Regions from separate parts of the Pan troglodytes genome. Here all the other regions are linked to region 3. The links are chromatin contacts, called in public HiChIP or PLAC-seq maps. All regions are on one chromosome and are shown on one strand. Each heading gives the region's core, a stretch centred on a gene start, on an enhancer-like site or on the middle of the called end of the contact. The rest is flanking DNA. Distances are from core to core; before and after follow the strand shown.

Region 1 (4,805 bases), core at 1,642-4,141, 220 kb before region 3:
CCTCCTGAGTTCAAGTGATTCTCCCACCTCAGCCTCCCCAGTAGCTGGGATTACAGGTGCCCACCAACACGCCTGGCTAATTTTTTTGGTATTTTTAGTACAGACGGGGTTTCACCATGTTGGCCAGGCTGGTCTCAAACTCCTGACCTCGTGATCCACCTGCCTCAGCTTCCCAAAGTGCTGGGATTACCGGCGTGAGCCACCGCACCGAGCCCTGCACCCAGGTGTTCTGATGTTCAGAGTCAAGCATCTCCCAAAGTGACAGAGGGGAAAGAGGAAGGGCGGGGGCTGCCCAAGAACCCAGGGAGAGCCGCAGCTCCTCACCTTCCTGCCTCTGTGCCCAGGTGTGGCGACAGGGGAAGGGAGACTTCTTTCTGGGTTGCATGTTGATGGCAGAGGTCAGCACGCCCTTCGTCTGCCTTGGCAAGATCCTCATCCAGGTGAGTGAGCATGGGAGGGTGCGGGAGCCCAATGGGGAGGTCACAGGAAGGGGAGGGACCTTCAAGGTTGCTGCCAAGGGCTCTAGCCCCTTCGTCATCCCCCCCTCACCCCGTGCATTTTGAGCACCTGGTGCTTGTGTCCTGGCAAAGTGTCTGGTTTGGGAGGAGCTGCCTGCTAGGGTCACAGGGAGGCAGGGAGAGGGCCAAGGGGGGCCGAGCCCTTCTGCTGCCGTGGCCACTGTGTCTGTGTCTCCTCAGTACAAGCAGCAGCACACGCTGCTGCACAAGGTGAACGGGGCCCTGATGCTGCTCAGCTTCCTCTGCTGCCGGGTGCTGCTCTTTCCCTACCTGTACTGGGCCTACGGGCGCCATGCCGGCCTGCCCCTGCTGGCCGTGCCCCTGGCCATCCCTGCCCACGTCAACCTGGGCGCTGCGCTGCTCCTGGCCCCTCAGCTCTACTGGTTCTTCCTCATCTGCCGTGGGGCCTGCCGCCTCTTCTGGCCCCGCTCCCGGCCGCCCCCGGCCTGCCAGGCCCAGGACTGAGGCCGGGGGCCGGGACCCTCCGGGACCCTCCCTCTCCCCACCCCCACCCCCGTGGAGACAGGGCTCTGGGGCTGATGGCTGGGGTTGGGAGCCAGGGTCCTCTTGCCCGGACAACCCCAGGACTGACGATGACCCCGAAAGGGAAGAGGCCCCATCTCTCGGGGACTGAGGGGGTGGAGAGAGGGGACCTCTTCTCCCTACTCTGCCCCCTTCCTGCACACCCCTGCGCTGGAGGAGGGGAGGGGGCACCGCCTCCCACCCACTGAGGGCAGGAGGGCTTGTGGGGAGGGAGACCAACAGGGTTTCAAGGGGACCAGGAGTCAGAATGTGGGGAGACGCCTCTGCCAAGGCCATCCCAGCCCCTATGCTGCCATCCCCCAGGGCTCCCCATCACCCGAGAGGAGAGGATGCCCCAACTAACCCCCGCTGGCCCTCGGGCCTCCCGAGTGGCCGGCTGCAACCACGGCTCCTCTCCAGGGTAGGCCAGCTTGAGGAATCTTATTTATTTTATTTATTTACCCAAATTTGAACTAGTCTGTTGGGTTGGGGGAAGGAGGTGGCTGCTACCCCCAAGCCTTCCCAGTGCTGACAACCCCGGGGGCAGGCGAGGGCGCCCAGTCCCTCACCATCGGCTGCACATCGCGCCCTCGGGCCCTGCCATGTCCCTGGTGCTACTGACCTCTCAAGGCTTCCTCCAATCTGGGGTCGGGGGACCCTGGGAGGTGCTTTACAGACCGCTAATAAAAGACGATCTGCGTGAACGCCACCAAGGCCCTTGCCACCAAGTTCTTTGGGGCTGGGAAGGGAGGAGGTGGGGGGCTTGGGCCATGGGAAACAGAGGGGACAGGATCCCCGGCTGCTCGCTGGGCAGTCAGGGAGGAGGAAAGCAGGGAACTTTTGCTCATCAACAGGAGAGGAGGTGGGTGTGGGTGCTCAGGTTGAGTCCAGAGTCCTTGTCCGGCTCTTTAGGCCCCTTTCTGGAAGTTTCTGTGGGGCATGGAGATCAGAGGGGAGAGGTCACAGCCTGCCCCGCTAGAACTGGGGTCTTCAGCCGCTCCCAAGGAAGGTGGTGGTGGGGGGGGGTTGGAGAAAGGGGGCAGGCCTTACATGTGGGTGCAGAACTGGAAAAGGAGAAAGAAGAACGCCACCACCAGGAAGCCCACCAGGATGTGATGGAAGAGCCCGGGGCTGGAACCTGCTAGACAAACAGGACCCTTAACTCCCCTCTGATGGCCCAATGAAGGGTCTGGGGCTGCTCTCCTCCAGACCCTGGCGGGGAGGGAGGTCCCTTCTCAGGCTGGTTCATACCTGAGTTAATGAACACGATGGGTTTCTCTCCAATAAACTGGGCCACAGCCAGTAGCCTGGCTTGGTCTGAGTCCGGATAATCGAAGAAGTCAGGTCTGTCTAAGAAGCGCGGAGACTCTGTCCCCAGGGCTGACGCCGTGGCACGCTTGGGTCTGGGGGCTAGGACCCAAGCAAACTCTGTGACAACAGCCAAGCTGACCCCTGCCTTTATCTCTCGAGGTGGAAGCTGACTTGGGACCCTGTGAGACTACCCAGCCTTATTGCAGAGGCTGTGGAGGGTCTTGATTTCCCTCAGGGTCAGCTGGGTGCACCACGACAAGGCCCGCAGTTGTTGGGGGGTAGGTGGGACCAGCAGGATGGGAGAGAAGAGTGGAGAGAAAATGAGAGGGTGCAGGGTTGGCTTCCGAGTCCCTAAGTGGGCATCACACTTTATGCTCCCAGAGCTGCCTGCCTTCCTGCTGCTCCCAAGACAGCTTCTTACCAGTTTCTATGGCCCCTAGTGCAGCCAGCCACACCCACACCAGCACCCATGGCCACAGCCTCATGACTCCTATCATGAGGTGGGGGCTCTGTGATGTCACAGCCCAGAGCTGTTCTGATGGCACTTTGGGGTGAGGGGAGAAAGTGCTAGGAGCTGGGACCCCTCCCCCATCCCTCACTCTCATCAGAAGAGGAGAGGAGAGGAGAGGTTGGGACCAGTCTTCACCCCCTGGAATGTCACTGATGATAAAACCATAATGGTGGCAGCCCCAGCATTTACAAAGAGGAGGGATGCGGCAGGGCCATCTTGCTGAAAGCCCGAACTAAAGGAAGCTGTGTTTGGACAACAGGCACAATTTGGGGTGGTGGCACAGGGCCACACACCTCCGGTTACCCCTTGGATCAACCACAGGTAACATTTGTTTTATTTATTTTCATTTTTTTGGAGACAGGGTCTCTGTCTGTCACCCAGGTGGGAATGCAGTGGCGCCATCTTGGCTCTCTACAGCCTCTGCCTCCTGGGTTCAAGTGATTCTCCTGCCTCAGCCTCCTGAGTATCTGGGATTACAGCTTTGGATAAATCCCTTCCTTTTATCTGCCTGCCACCACACCCAGCTAATTTTTGTATTTTTAGTAGAGACAGGGTTTCACTATGTTGGTCAGGCTGGTCTTGAACTCCTCACCTCAGGTGATCTGTTCGCCTCGGCCTCCCAAAGCGCCGGGCCTATTTTATGTATTTTCAGAGACAGGGTCTCACTCTGTCACCCAGGCTGGAGTACAGTGGTATGATTACTGCAGCCTTGAACTCCTGGCCTCAAGTGATCCTCCCACATCAGCCTCCTGAGTAGCTGGGACCACAGGCATGTGCCACCATGCCTGGCTAATTTTTGCATTTTTTGTAGAGATGAGGGCTTGCTATGTTGCCCAGGCTGGTTTCGAACTTCTGGCCTCAGGTGATCCTCCAGCTTCGGCCTCCCAAAGTGCTGGGATTACAGGCATGAGCCACCATGCCCAGCGGGTAGCATTTATTGAACACCTATTACTATGCTGGCTGGACCCCATTTATGGCCAAGTACCTTGCACAAATTGGTTCATTTGCTCTTGCACTGACCCTCAGAGGCAGGTACTCTTTTTTTTTTTTTTGAGATGGAGTTTCACTCTGTCCGCCAGGCTGGAGAGCAGAGGCACAATCTCAGCTCACTGCAACCTCCACCTCCTGGGTTCAAGCGATTCTCCTGCCTCAGCCTCCTGGAGTGGGATTACAGGCGCGCACCACCACTGTCCGGCTGATTTTTGTATTTTTAGTAGAGATGGGGTTTCACCATGTTGGCCAGGCTGGTCTTGAACTCCTGAACTCGGATGATCCGCCTGCCTCGGCCTCCCAAAGTGTTGGGATTACAGGCGTGAGCCACCAAGCCCAGCCCAGAGGCAGGTACTCTTGCCTCCCTTATACACGGGAGGAAATCACGGCACAGAGGGGAAAAGTAGTGTGGGCAATGCACACTTCCTGGGGCGGGGGGGGTTCCTCTCTGAGGCTCCCCCTTGCATCCTATCCGCAGATCCAGGGGCACAGGGCTCTCTCCGTCCTCCCCCGCCCCCTCCTTAGTGCTCAGCCGGGAACGACCCTGGGGTTAGGAACCGAGAGGAGTAGCAGGCGTCTCCCACTAGGTGGCAGCAGCGGTCGCGCCTGAGTCCACGCTCCCACCCTAGGGAAGGCGCAGCGGGGCGGACTCCCGGGCCTCCTCCCGCCTCTTCCACAGGTTGCATCCGCGGCTGCAGGAAAACGGATGGCTGGGAATGGCCGTCGGGGGTTGGTCAGAGGAAGTCCCTCGGCCCTTTCCGAGGCACATCTCTTGGCCATCCACGCGTCCTTCGCAGACTCCGCTCCCTGCACCTCCGTTTCCTCTTCTGTGGCCGGCGGCTCCCCCGTGGCCACCCCATCTCCCATCTCTGCCACCTCCCAACAGCCATTTCCACTCCTGCGGCCCCATCCCAGCTAAGGAGAGCGCCCTTCTGATTGGCAGGTGGGCCTGT
Region 2 (4,776 bases), core at 1,690-4,189, 190 kb before region 3:
TAAAAATGTTTCGTTAAACTTTGTTTTGTTTAACATGTGGGGCCCTGGTTATGATGTAAAATATAGTTAACTGCAGACAATATTCAATTAAAAGGACGAAAACAGTGTTCTCTCTCTTTCATGCCTCTGCTCTTCAACCAAGCCTGACCTGTTCTTACCTCAGGGTAGCTGCATTTATATTATTCTGCCGGGACAGCTCTAGCCCACTTCTTCACAAGATTGGTTTTTTTTTTTTTTTTTTTTTTTTTTGAGATGGAGTCTGGCTCTGTCGCCCAGGCTGGACTGCAGTAGTGCAATCTCAGCTCACTGCAAGCTCCACCTCCCAGGTTCACGCCATTCTCCTGCCTCAGCCTCCCGAGTAACTGGGACTACAGGTGCCCACCAACATCCCCGGCTAATTTTTTGTATTTTAAGTAGAGACAGGGTTTCACTGTATTAGCAAGGATGGGGTTTCTTTCTTTTGAGACAGTCTTGCTCTGTCACCCAGGCTGGAGCACAGCGGTGCTATCATGGCTCACTGCAGCCTTGACCTTTCAGGCAAGGGATCCTCCTGGTTCTGCCTCCCAAGTAGCTGGGACCACATGTATACACCACTATACATGGCTAATTTTTTTTTAATTGAGATGGGGTCTCACTATGTTGCCCAGGATGGAAGGCTGGTTTCTTCTCTGGTCCCAACTCAAATGTCACTCTGTGAAAGGCCTTTCTTGAGTACTCCATTCAGAGGTTGCCTGCTGCCTGCTTGTGTGGTCTGCAAGCTAAGAATGGCGTTTTTTTGTTTTTTTTTTTGAGACGGAGTCTCGCCCTGTCACCCAGGCTGGAATGCAGTGGCAGCGATCTCGGCTCACTGCAACCTCTGCCTCCAGGGTTCAAATGATTCTCCTGCCTCAGCCTCCCCAGTAGCTGGGATTACAGGTGCACGCCACCACACCCGACTAATTTTTGTATCTTCCTGAGACGAGGTTTCACCATGTTGGTCAGGCTGGTCTTGAACTCCCGACCTTGTGATCCGCCCACCTCGGTCTCCCAAAGTGTTGGGATTACAGGCGTGGGCCACTGCACCTGGCCAAGAATGGCTTTTAAGCTTTTAAACGGTTGGAAAAAAAAAAAAACTAAAGAAAAATTTTTCATATGGAAAAATATGAAATTCAAATTTCAGTGCCTATAAAGTTTTATAGAAACATAGCCATACTCATGTATTTGCCTATGGGGTACGGCTGCTACTACAATGGCAGAGTTCAGTAGGTGCTTCAAAGATTGTATGTTGCAAAAAGCTTACTTACCATCTGGCCCTTTGCAGAAACAATTCATCAATCCCTGTTCTACTATAATCATTACCGCATAACTGTTTTCATTACCTTCAAGTCCTTACTATGACCTAAAATTCTAGTCTATTGTCTTCATTTACTTATTCTTCCCAACTAGAATATAAATTACAAGAGGCCAAGGGCTTTGCCTATCTCTGCCTCTGCTGTATCCCCTGTGCCAAGCACAGTGCCTGAAACACAATAGGTGCTCAGTAAGTGCCTGAATGAAAGAACGGTGGAGGTGGAAGGCAAGCAACTAGGCTTAAGGACCACTGGGGGCTGCATCAGCCACCACTGCCTAAAAGGCGGGGGCCCAGGAAGCTTGCTAAGTACCAGGAACCATGCTCTCCACCAATTTTTGAAGACCTTGCTCACCCGAAGAGTCTTCATCCACGTTCTCGTACTGCAGAAGTCGGTCTAGGAGGAAACTGAGGGGAGGGAAGGAGACACGGACAGTGATTTTCCAGCGCAGCAATGTCCTCCTGGGTACCTGTCCCTCCCAGCTGGCCCATCGGATCCTTGAAAGAGCCCATGCACTTGTGGCCCTACTCGGGGATGGGGTCCGAATGTAGATTCCCTAGGAACCACATCGCCCTCCGCCCCTGCAACGTGCCTCACCTCTTGTCCCGGGACACCTTCAGTAATTTCCTTTGCGCTTTCCTCAGCTCCTCCTGGAAGCACTCGTGCTCCTGTATCACGGGCAAGGGGTGCGCTGGGCCAACGGTCCTCTGTGAAGGGCCCCGGAACCAGCGGCCGCTCGCCCCACCCACTTTACACCTGGGTAAACTGAGATCTTGTCCGCGCCAGGCCTCATCCCCCACAGCCTTCCCGCGGCAGCACTCACGTAGATGAGGAACTTGAGCTTCCGCTTCAGATTCCGGTATTTTTTTTTGTAGTCCACTTCGCCGTCCGCCGGCCCGTTCATGACCGGCCCGGGAGTGGCGCCCAGAGTCTGCCCTCCCGCTACCCCAAGCAGGGGCTGCCCTGCCGCTCCCGCCTCCACTTCCGGAGACGCTGCAAGGCTGTGCCGTCAGGACTACAACTCCCGGCGTACTCCGCGCTCAGGCGGCGTCACCGCATGGGCCGACCTCCCGGGGGACACTGGGACAGGAGCGCGGCAGCGAGTGGCTGCGCTGGGGATGGCGTAGCAGCGACGCGGTGACGCCACAAAAATGGCGGACGCTGGAAAGCGCCGTTCCTGACTCTAATGTACTTAGACACTTGAAGCCACAAAAGGATTTATCCCCGAGGTTCCTCATCTGCTCGCGAGGATGCCTTTTCTCTTCTGCCTTGCGAAATAACAGCAGCCTAGCTGTTGCCCGTGACCAGTGAGGAAGGCAGCGTCGCGGGCTGATTACGTTTCACCCAAAGGGTGCCGGCGCCGAATTGGTTTCTAACGAGAACTTTAAAAATGATCCGTTCCAAAAAAGGGTAGGAGCCGCGAGACCCTCCAACTGCCCAGAGAAAACAAGTCTCGTCTGGCAAAGTTCTCGGCCCACGCGGTCCGCGGCCAAGGGCCAACGGTCCCTCGCCCCACGTTGCCGCAGCACTGCGCGTGCGCGAGCCGCTGTCAAACGCGCTGACGGAGGCCGAGAAGAAAAAAAGGCGGGAGCCGTCAATCCCGGGTTGAGCAAAATGGCGCGGGAGAAGGAGATGCAGGAGTTCACCCGTAGCTTCTTCCGAGGCCGCCCGGACCTCAGGTGCCCAGGGGGTTGGAGATGGGGTTGGAAAGGGCGCGGGTGGGACGGGACTCCGTCCTGACACCATGTCCCTGCAGCACGCTTACGCATTCCATCGTGCGGCGGAGGTACTTGGCTCACTCCGGCCGCAGCCACCTGGAGCCCGAGGAGAAGCAGGCACTGAAGCGGCTGGTGGAGGAGGAGCTGCTGAAGATGCAGGTGTGCCGGGCCGGAGCCTGGGCCGCGGGAGGCGGAGGCGGGGCTTGCTGCTGAGGAGGAGGGGCCTGACGGGGCGCGGTGAGCGCAGCCTTGGTGCATAGTTTGCCCTCTTGGCGCACACACAGGTGGATGAAGCCGCTTCCAGGGAAGACAAACTGGACCTTACCAAGAAGGGCAAGAGGCCTCCCACCCCTTGTAGCGACCCGGAGAGAAAAAGGTTCCGCTTCAATTCAGAGTCGGGTTAGTGCTTCCTCCCTGCTGTGGGGGCCTTCTGCATCGTTGGTTCAATCAAGAAGCATTCACTGCGCATCTCTTATGTCCCCAGGCGTTAGATGAGGGAGCAAGGCTAGTGAGTCAAGAACCGGGAACAGCAAGTACAGATAGCTGTTTCCTGCTGCCCCTCCAACTGTCAGGGCAGGGCTCGAGGCAACCTATCCGAAGTGAAGGGAGAAGGGACAGGAGGAGCCTGTCTCAACCCTCTCTCCTCTCCATATTCCAGAGTCCGGCTCTGAAGCCTCCAGCCCAGACTACTTTGGACCCCCAGCAAAGAATGGGGTGGCAGCAGAAGTCAGCCCAGCCAAAGAGGAGAATCCAAGGCGAGCCTCAAAGGCAGTTGAGGAGAGCAGTGATGAGGAACGGCAGAGGGACCTGCCCGCACAGAGGGGAGAGGAGAGCAGTGAGGAGGAGGAAAAGGGGTACAAGGGGAAGACTAGGAAGAAACCTGTGGTAAAGAAGCAGGCACCAGGCAAGGCCTCAGTCAGTAGGAAGCAGGCCAGGGAAGAAAGTGAGGAGAGCGAGGCAGAACCCGTTCAGAGGACAGCAAAGAAGGTGGAGGGAAATAAAGGAACTAAAAGCCTGAAGGAAAGTGAACAGGAGAGTGAAGAGGAGATCCTAGCCCAGAAGAAAGAGCACAGAGAGGAGGAAGTGGGGGAGGAAGAGAAAGAAGAGGATGAGGAAAAGGGGGATTGGAAACCCAGAACCAGGAGCAATGGCCGGAGAAAGTCAGCTAGGGAGGAGAGAAGCTGTAAGCAGAAAAGCCAGGCAAAGAGGCTCCTGGGAGACTCAGACAGCGAGGAAGAGCAGAAAGAGGCAGCAGGCAGTGGGGATGACAGTGGGGGAGATAGAGAACCCCCAGTGCAGAGGAACAGTGAGGACAGGACCCAGCTTAAGGGTGGGAAGAGGTTGAGTGGAAGCAGCGAGGACGAGGAAGACAGTGGGAAGGGGGAACCCACAGCTAAAGGCTCTAGAAAGATGGCCAGACTGGGCAGCACCAGTGGTGAGGAAAGTGACTTGGAGAGGGAGGTAAGTGACAGCGAGGCAGGGGGAGGCCCCCAGGGGGAGAGGAAGAACCGCTCTTCCAAGAAGAGCTCCAGGAAAGGCAGGACACGAAGCTCCTCTTCCTCCTCAGACGGAAGTCCAGAGGCCAAAGGAGGGAAGGTGAGGGTGAGGAGGGGTGGGAGGCCACTATTAGGGAAGAGGGAGACCCTGCCTCAGGCCCAGCAGGCTTGGCCTTCAGCTGCTGTCTTTCCTTGCTAGGCTGGCTCAGGTCGCCGTGGAGAGGACCACCCGGC
Region 3 (4,359 bases), core at 1,450-3,949:
AAAGGCAAAAAGAAGAGAGAGAAAAAGGGAGTCTGAGAGACTGACTCAGACAGCTACCATGAGGATCAAAATCATGAAAACCAGGACAGGAGGAGGCGGGCTTCCTACCTCACATTTGAAGGGCCGTTCTGTTGAGTGCACTTGTCTGACGTGACTGTTGAGGTGATCCGGCCTGGGGACACGTTGGGGTTGGGGTTAGGGCGGAGGTGGTGCGCCCCAAATCCACCAAACTGCACCACAGGCCTTTCCGAGGATCCCTGCGCCTCCTCCCGGAGCCCAGGCCGTCACAGCGCCACTTCAGCAGGAAATCCCTCCCCTGGAGCCCAGCAGCCGCTGCCGCCGCCGCCGCCTCCTCCCACGCGAAGCTTCCGTCAACCCCAAGGCCCACCTCCTCGACAAAGGACCACCCCTTGCTCCCTGGTAACCGAGAGAGGCTTCCTCCCTCCGCCCTGGGAGTGGCTCCCCTTCCCCAGCCTCAGCAGCCGCCTCCCTCCCCGCCAGCCACGGCCAGGCCACCTCCGTCGCGTCCCTCCCTCCCCACGGCCTAGCGGGCGGCCGAGGCCCCGTGCACACCGGGAGAAGCTCTTGCCACAGTGGGAGCAGTTGTAGGGCTTGTGCACAGCGCCGTCATGTGAGCGCACGTGGTAGCTCATGCGGTCCTTGCGCTTGAAGCGCTGCTGGCACACCGGGCACTGGTAGGGCTTCTCGTCCGAGTGCGACAGCTTGTGTCGGTTCAGGTGGTAGACGTCGCGGAAGGCCTTGCCACACATCTCGCAGGCGTGGTTCTTCCGGATGCGCTTCCCCGAGGCGGTCGTGGTCACCACGCCACCGGCGGCCACTGCGGCAGCGCCGCCGCCGGCACCCGCCTCTCCCCCTCCCCCGCCGGCTCCGCTCAGCTGGGGCACGCTCAGGAGGCTCAGGGGCACCATGGTGGGCATCTTCATAGCACCCGAGGGGACCCGGCCGGCCTTGGCTCCCGTGTGGATGGCTTCGTGCCTCCGGAGATTGTAGCCGTTCTTGAACTCCTTGGCGCACAGAGCGCAGATATAGGGCCCCTTGCTCTTTGTCTTCTTCTCCAAGGCAGACGCGACCGGGGCCACGGCGACCGTCGAGGTTGGGGCTACGACGGCGGTGGCTGCCGCCGCGGCGATAGTGGCGGCGGAGGCGGGGGGCGCGGCCTCGGCCGCCGACACTGGCGGGGGTGGCGGAGGGGGCGCCGGAGGCTGCTTCAGGGCCGCTGTGTCCACCGTGGAGGCGGCAGCAGGGGCCGGGGGCGCGGCAGCGACGGCGGCAGCAGCGGCGGCAGCGGCCGCAGCAGCCGCGGCGGACTCCTGGGCGGCGGCGAGCACCGGGAGCAAGTCCACCTGGAGGGGCTCGGCCGCCGGGGCCTGGGGCGTGGGCGGGGGCGCCGGCGCGGCCTGCGGAGACAAGGCGCCGAGTGGGCCGCGGGTGCGGGCGGGCGTCCCCCCCCCAGCCCGGGCCGCCGCGGCCGGCCCTACTCACCTGGAATGGACTCTGGGCGCAGCCCTGGGAGGCAAAGAAGCGGGACTGGAGCTCAGCCCCGACCTGCAGGGGGTTCTGGGCGTGACCCTGAGGTGGCGGGAAGGAGTTCATGAGGCCGCCCACCCCCCGGGAATCCAGGCCCAGCACGGGGAAGGGGGGGGCCAGCAGCGTGCAAGGAAACACCGGGAACATGGCCTCGGCCGCAGCGGGGCCCCCGGGGCTCAGCGGGGGCCGGGGGCGCTGGCCGCGCGGGGCCCGGGCTCGGGGCGCCGCCCCCGGCCGGCCGGGCTGGGCCGCGCCGAACGCATGGCCCGCGGGCCGCCCCGCCGCCCGCGCACCCCGGCCGGCGGGAGGGAGGGAGGGAGGGAAAGAGGGCGCCTTGCGGGCCGCGGAGCGCCGCGGCGACGACGCCCCCTGGGTGGGGGCGGGAGGCCCCGCGGGGCCGGGGCCGGGGGCGGGGGCCCGGGCGGCGGCGGCGGCGGCAGCGGCGGCTGTTGGAGCCTGGCGGGGCGGGGTGGGGGGAGCGAGGGAGCAGCCTCGGCCCCCGCCGCGCGCGCGCCCAGCCGGCGCCTCGGGGAGGGCGGGGGAGGGCGCGAGGGAGGGAGGGGGACAGCTGCGCGCGCACCGGGCGCGCGGAGGGGGGGTGGGACGGGAGGGAGGGCGGGCAGGAGGGGGTGTGGGCAGGGGGGTGGGGGCGGGGGGAGGGGGTTGTTACCTGGAAGATGAAGCTGCTCCAGTTGCTGGGATCCATGGCGGAGGGAGGGAGGGAGGTGGCTCGCGCTCACCCTGGGGCGGGAGGAGGAGGAGGCGGCGGTGGGGGAGGGGGAACCCGGGGAGGAGGCGCGCGGGGCGGGCAGGAGGGGGGAGGTGGAGGGTGGGGGAAGCGGAGCACACTACGCGCGGGGAGGGCGGGCGGGGGGCGCGAGGACACACAAGAGGCTGGAGCGGGCGCGAGCGCTAGCGCGAGCGCGCGCGTGGCCAGCGGGAGGGGCAGGCGCGAGAGGGACTCTGGCGGGAGGAGGGACGGGGGAGCCACCCAGCAGCCCGAGTCGCCCCGAGCGCGAGACCCCTGAGATGGCTGCTGATTGGCTGATGATGGCGCAGGTGGTGGGCGCGCGGGAGACAGGGCGGCTTCTCTCCTCTTTCCCCCGCCAACGATTCCACCCCCCCTCCCTCCGCCAGCGGCCGTTATTTCGCGCGCACGCGCACAAGGCCGCCGTCGTTGCCGAGCGGGAGAATGGGGGAGCGCGCGCCGGGGGCACGGACGGGGCGGGGCTAATCCCTGAGCGCGCGCCCGCCTAACGGTCGCAGGCCTCATGCTTCGGCTTCCGCTTTTTGCGTCCTGCAGGCCACCGTCCTCCCCGCCCCACTCCAGCGGTGTATTTACAATCCTGCGCTGAGTCGTTCCCCGAAGATGGCGCCCAGTGGAGTCGCCGGCCTTGCTCGCGGCCCACCCCGAGGCGGTCACACTCCGGACCCGCCCCCGCAGCCCCAAAAATCAGGCGGAAGCACCGGAGCAAAAACTGTATTTACACAACACGGGGTTATACAAAACTTTGAAAAGGCGGAGTGAGGAGACGACGGTCAGGAGGCGCCACAGCGCTGGCCGGCGGCGAGACCCAGGATGTTTGCCTGCAACACAGGAGGGAGGGAGACAGCGACGTTAGAGAGGGGTGCGGGGCGCAGGACAGGCAGAGGAGGGGCAGGGCCGTGACTTCACCTTCAGGAAGGACTCCATCTGTTTTCCCGTTATGCCCTCCACGCGTTCCAGGTCCTCCACCTGGCGGGACAGGATCGATAGGGGACAGAGTCTCGGGGGTACCCGGTCTCCCCTGCCCCCGCCCTCCCCCAGTCCAGTGGGCTGCTACCTGGCTGAAGGGGCCGTGGAGCTCCCGCCAGCCCACGATTAGCTGGGCCTTCTTCGGGCCAATGCGCTGAAGACTGCGGAGATCTCGGGCTGAGCCTTCGTTCAGCAGATCCAGTATTTTTTGGCGCCCATGAGCCAGTAGCTCCGGGCTGATCTGTAGCTCCCAGCAGTCCTCAGCCTTCTCCTCAGGCTCTAGGGCATCCAGGGACTCCAGCTGGGAGGCAAAGGGAGATGAGTGACACGCAGGGCAGCCAAGTGCTTTGGGCTCCTCTGCCAAAACTAGGAGCCCAGCACCGGCTACCTCCTGCGCTCCAGCCTCTTCCTCTCTTGTCAAGTGTGTCCAAAATCCCGCCCTCAGGTCACTCTCTGGGGTAATTCTCATTATGCAACTAGTGAAAGAGAGGTACTACTCAGTACCCAGTGGTAATATTAGCACCCTTCTCATGGAGTTGCTGTGGAGATCAAGTGAGTTAATGAATGTAAAGCACAAAATGAGCTCTTAAATCTGGTCCCTCATCTCTAAAAGGGAAAGAATAAGCTGTCTTTCAAAAAGTACATGGGAGAAAGTAATATGAATAAATCATACCTCCCCCAACCATCTCAGTTTTTGGGTAGTTCTAGTGGTGTTCGATTCTGGGTATGTGCATATGTGTGGTTTCATGCTTGACTGCTTAGGTCATAGTTCCCTAAGTTTTCCCTCTTAAGCTTGTAGAGGGTAGAAGCCAGGCTACACAGTGGAACATCCGCTCTGCGAGGTACATCCACATCACTGCCTTCCACCCTAAATGCCCTGCAAGGAACCAACCATCACCACATTCCAGGGGTAAGCAAGTTGAGGTCTGTTACTAGCTGGCGGCCATCATCCAGTTCGTTTAACCCCAAGGCCAACGCTCCTCCCCCTAGAGCCTACTCCCCCTTACTTCTGGGCTCCAGGTGTAGCCTAAGCCCCCAGCTACTTTCACCTTTCTCTTCCGGCCTTTATTCTTCAG

The links. HiChIP or PLAC-seq counts read pairs in DNA pulled down with a chosen protein or histone mark.
Region 1: a contact with region 3 is called in an H3K4me3 HiChIP or PLAC-seq map of stem cell-derived excitatory neurons, with 8 times the contacts expected there. The contact joins the promoter of DOC2A here to the promoter of MAZ in region 3. A contact is called at or near these places in 1 of 7 Hi-C or Micro-C datasets (stem cell-derived neural progenitor cells) and 1 of 1 datasets of contacts at active chromatin or transcription factors (stem cell-derived excitatory neurons).
Region 2: a contact with region 3 is called in an H3K4me3 HiChIP or PLAC-seq map of stem cell-derived excitatory neurons, with 5 times the contacts expected there. The contact joins the promoter of HIRIP3 here to the promoter of MAZ in region 3. A contact is called at or near these places in 1 of 7 Hi-C or Micro-C datasets (stem cell-derived neural progenitor cells) and 1 of 1 datasets of contacts at active chromatin or transcription factors (stem cell-derived excitatory neurons).

What each region holds. Positions count from the first base shown.
Region 1 is chr18:32,177,195-32,181,999 of NHGRI_mPanTro3-v2.0_pri, forward strand. It overlaps DOC2A (double C2 domain alpha), which reads left to right and starts at 2,892. Exons shown (of 12, transcript XM_063796939.1): 1 at 2,892-3,183. It overlaps TLCD3B (TLC domain containing 3B), which reads left to right. Exons shown (of 6, transcript XM_016928785.4): 5 at 345-440; 6 at 699-1,749. The coding sequence ends at 983. C16H16orf92 (chromosome 16 C16orf92 homolog) reads right to left here and starts at 2,979. Exons shown (of 5, transcript XM_024349484.2): 1 at 2,773-2,979; 2 at 2,292-2,450; 3 at 2,091-2,178. The coding sequence starts at 2,956.
Region 2 is chr18:32,204,805-32,209,580 of NHGRI_mPanTro3-v2.0_pri, forward strand. It overlaps HIRIP3 (HIRA interacting protein 3), which reads left to right and starts at 2,940. Exons shown (of 7, transcript NM_001280458.1): 1 at 2,940-3,007; 2 at 3,085-3,205; 3 at 3,331-3,445; 4 at 3,705-4,642; 5 at 4,742-4,776. The coding sequence starts at 2,943. INO80E (INO80 complex subunit E) reads right to left here and starts at 2,286. Exons shown (of 9, transcript XR_010152328.1): 1 at 2,152-2,286; 2 at 1,926-1,996; 3 at 1,683-1,735.
Region 3 is chr18:32,395,246-32,399,604 of NHGRI_mPanTro3-v2.0_pri, forward strand. It overlaps MAZ (MYC associated zinc finger protein), which reads right to left and starts at 2,700. Exons shown (of 6, transcript XM_016928774.4): 1 at 2,219-2,700; 2 at 1,504-1,590; 3 at 574-1,418; 4 at 109-172. The coding sequence starts at 2,254. KIF22 (kinesin family member 22) reads right to left here. Exons shown (of 14, transcript NM_001280277.1): 11 at 4,333-4,359; 12 at 3,372-3,584; 13 at 3,224-3,283; 14 at 3,015-3,135. The coding sequence ends at 3,088. LOC129137429 (a long non-coding RNA gene) reads left to right here. Exons shown (of 2, transcript XR_008540009.2): 1 at 1-420; 2 at 2,852-3,968.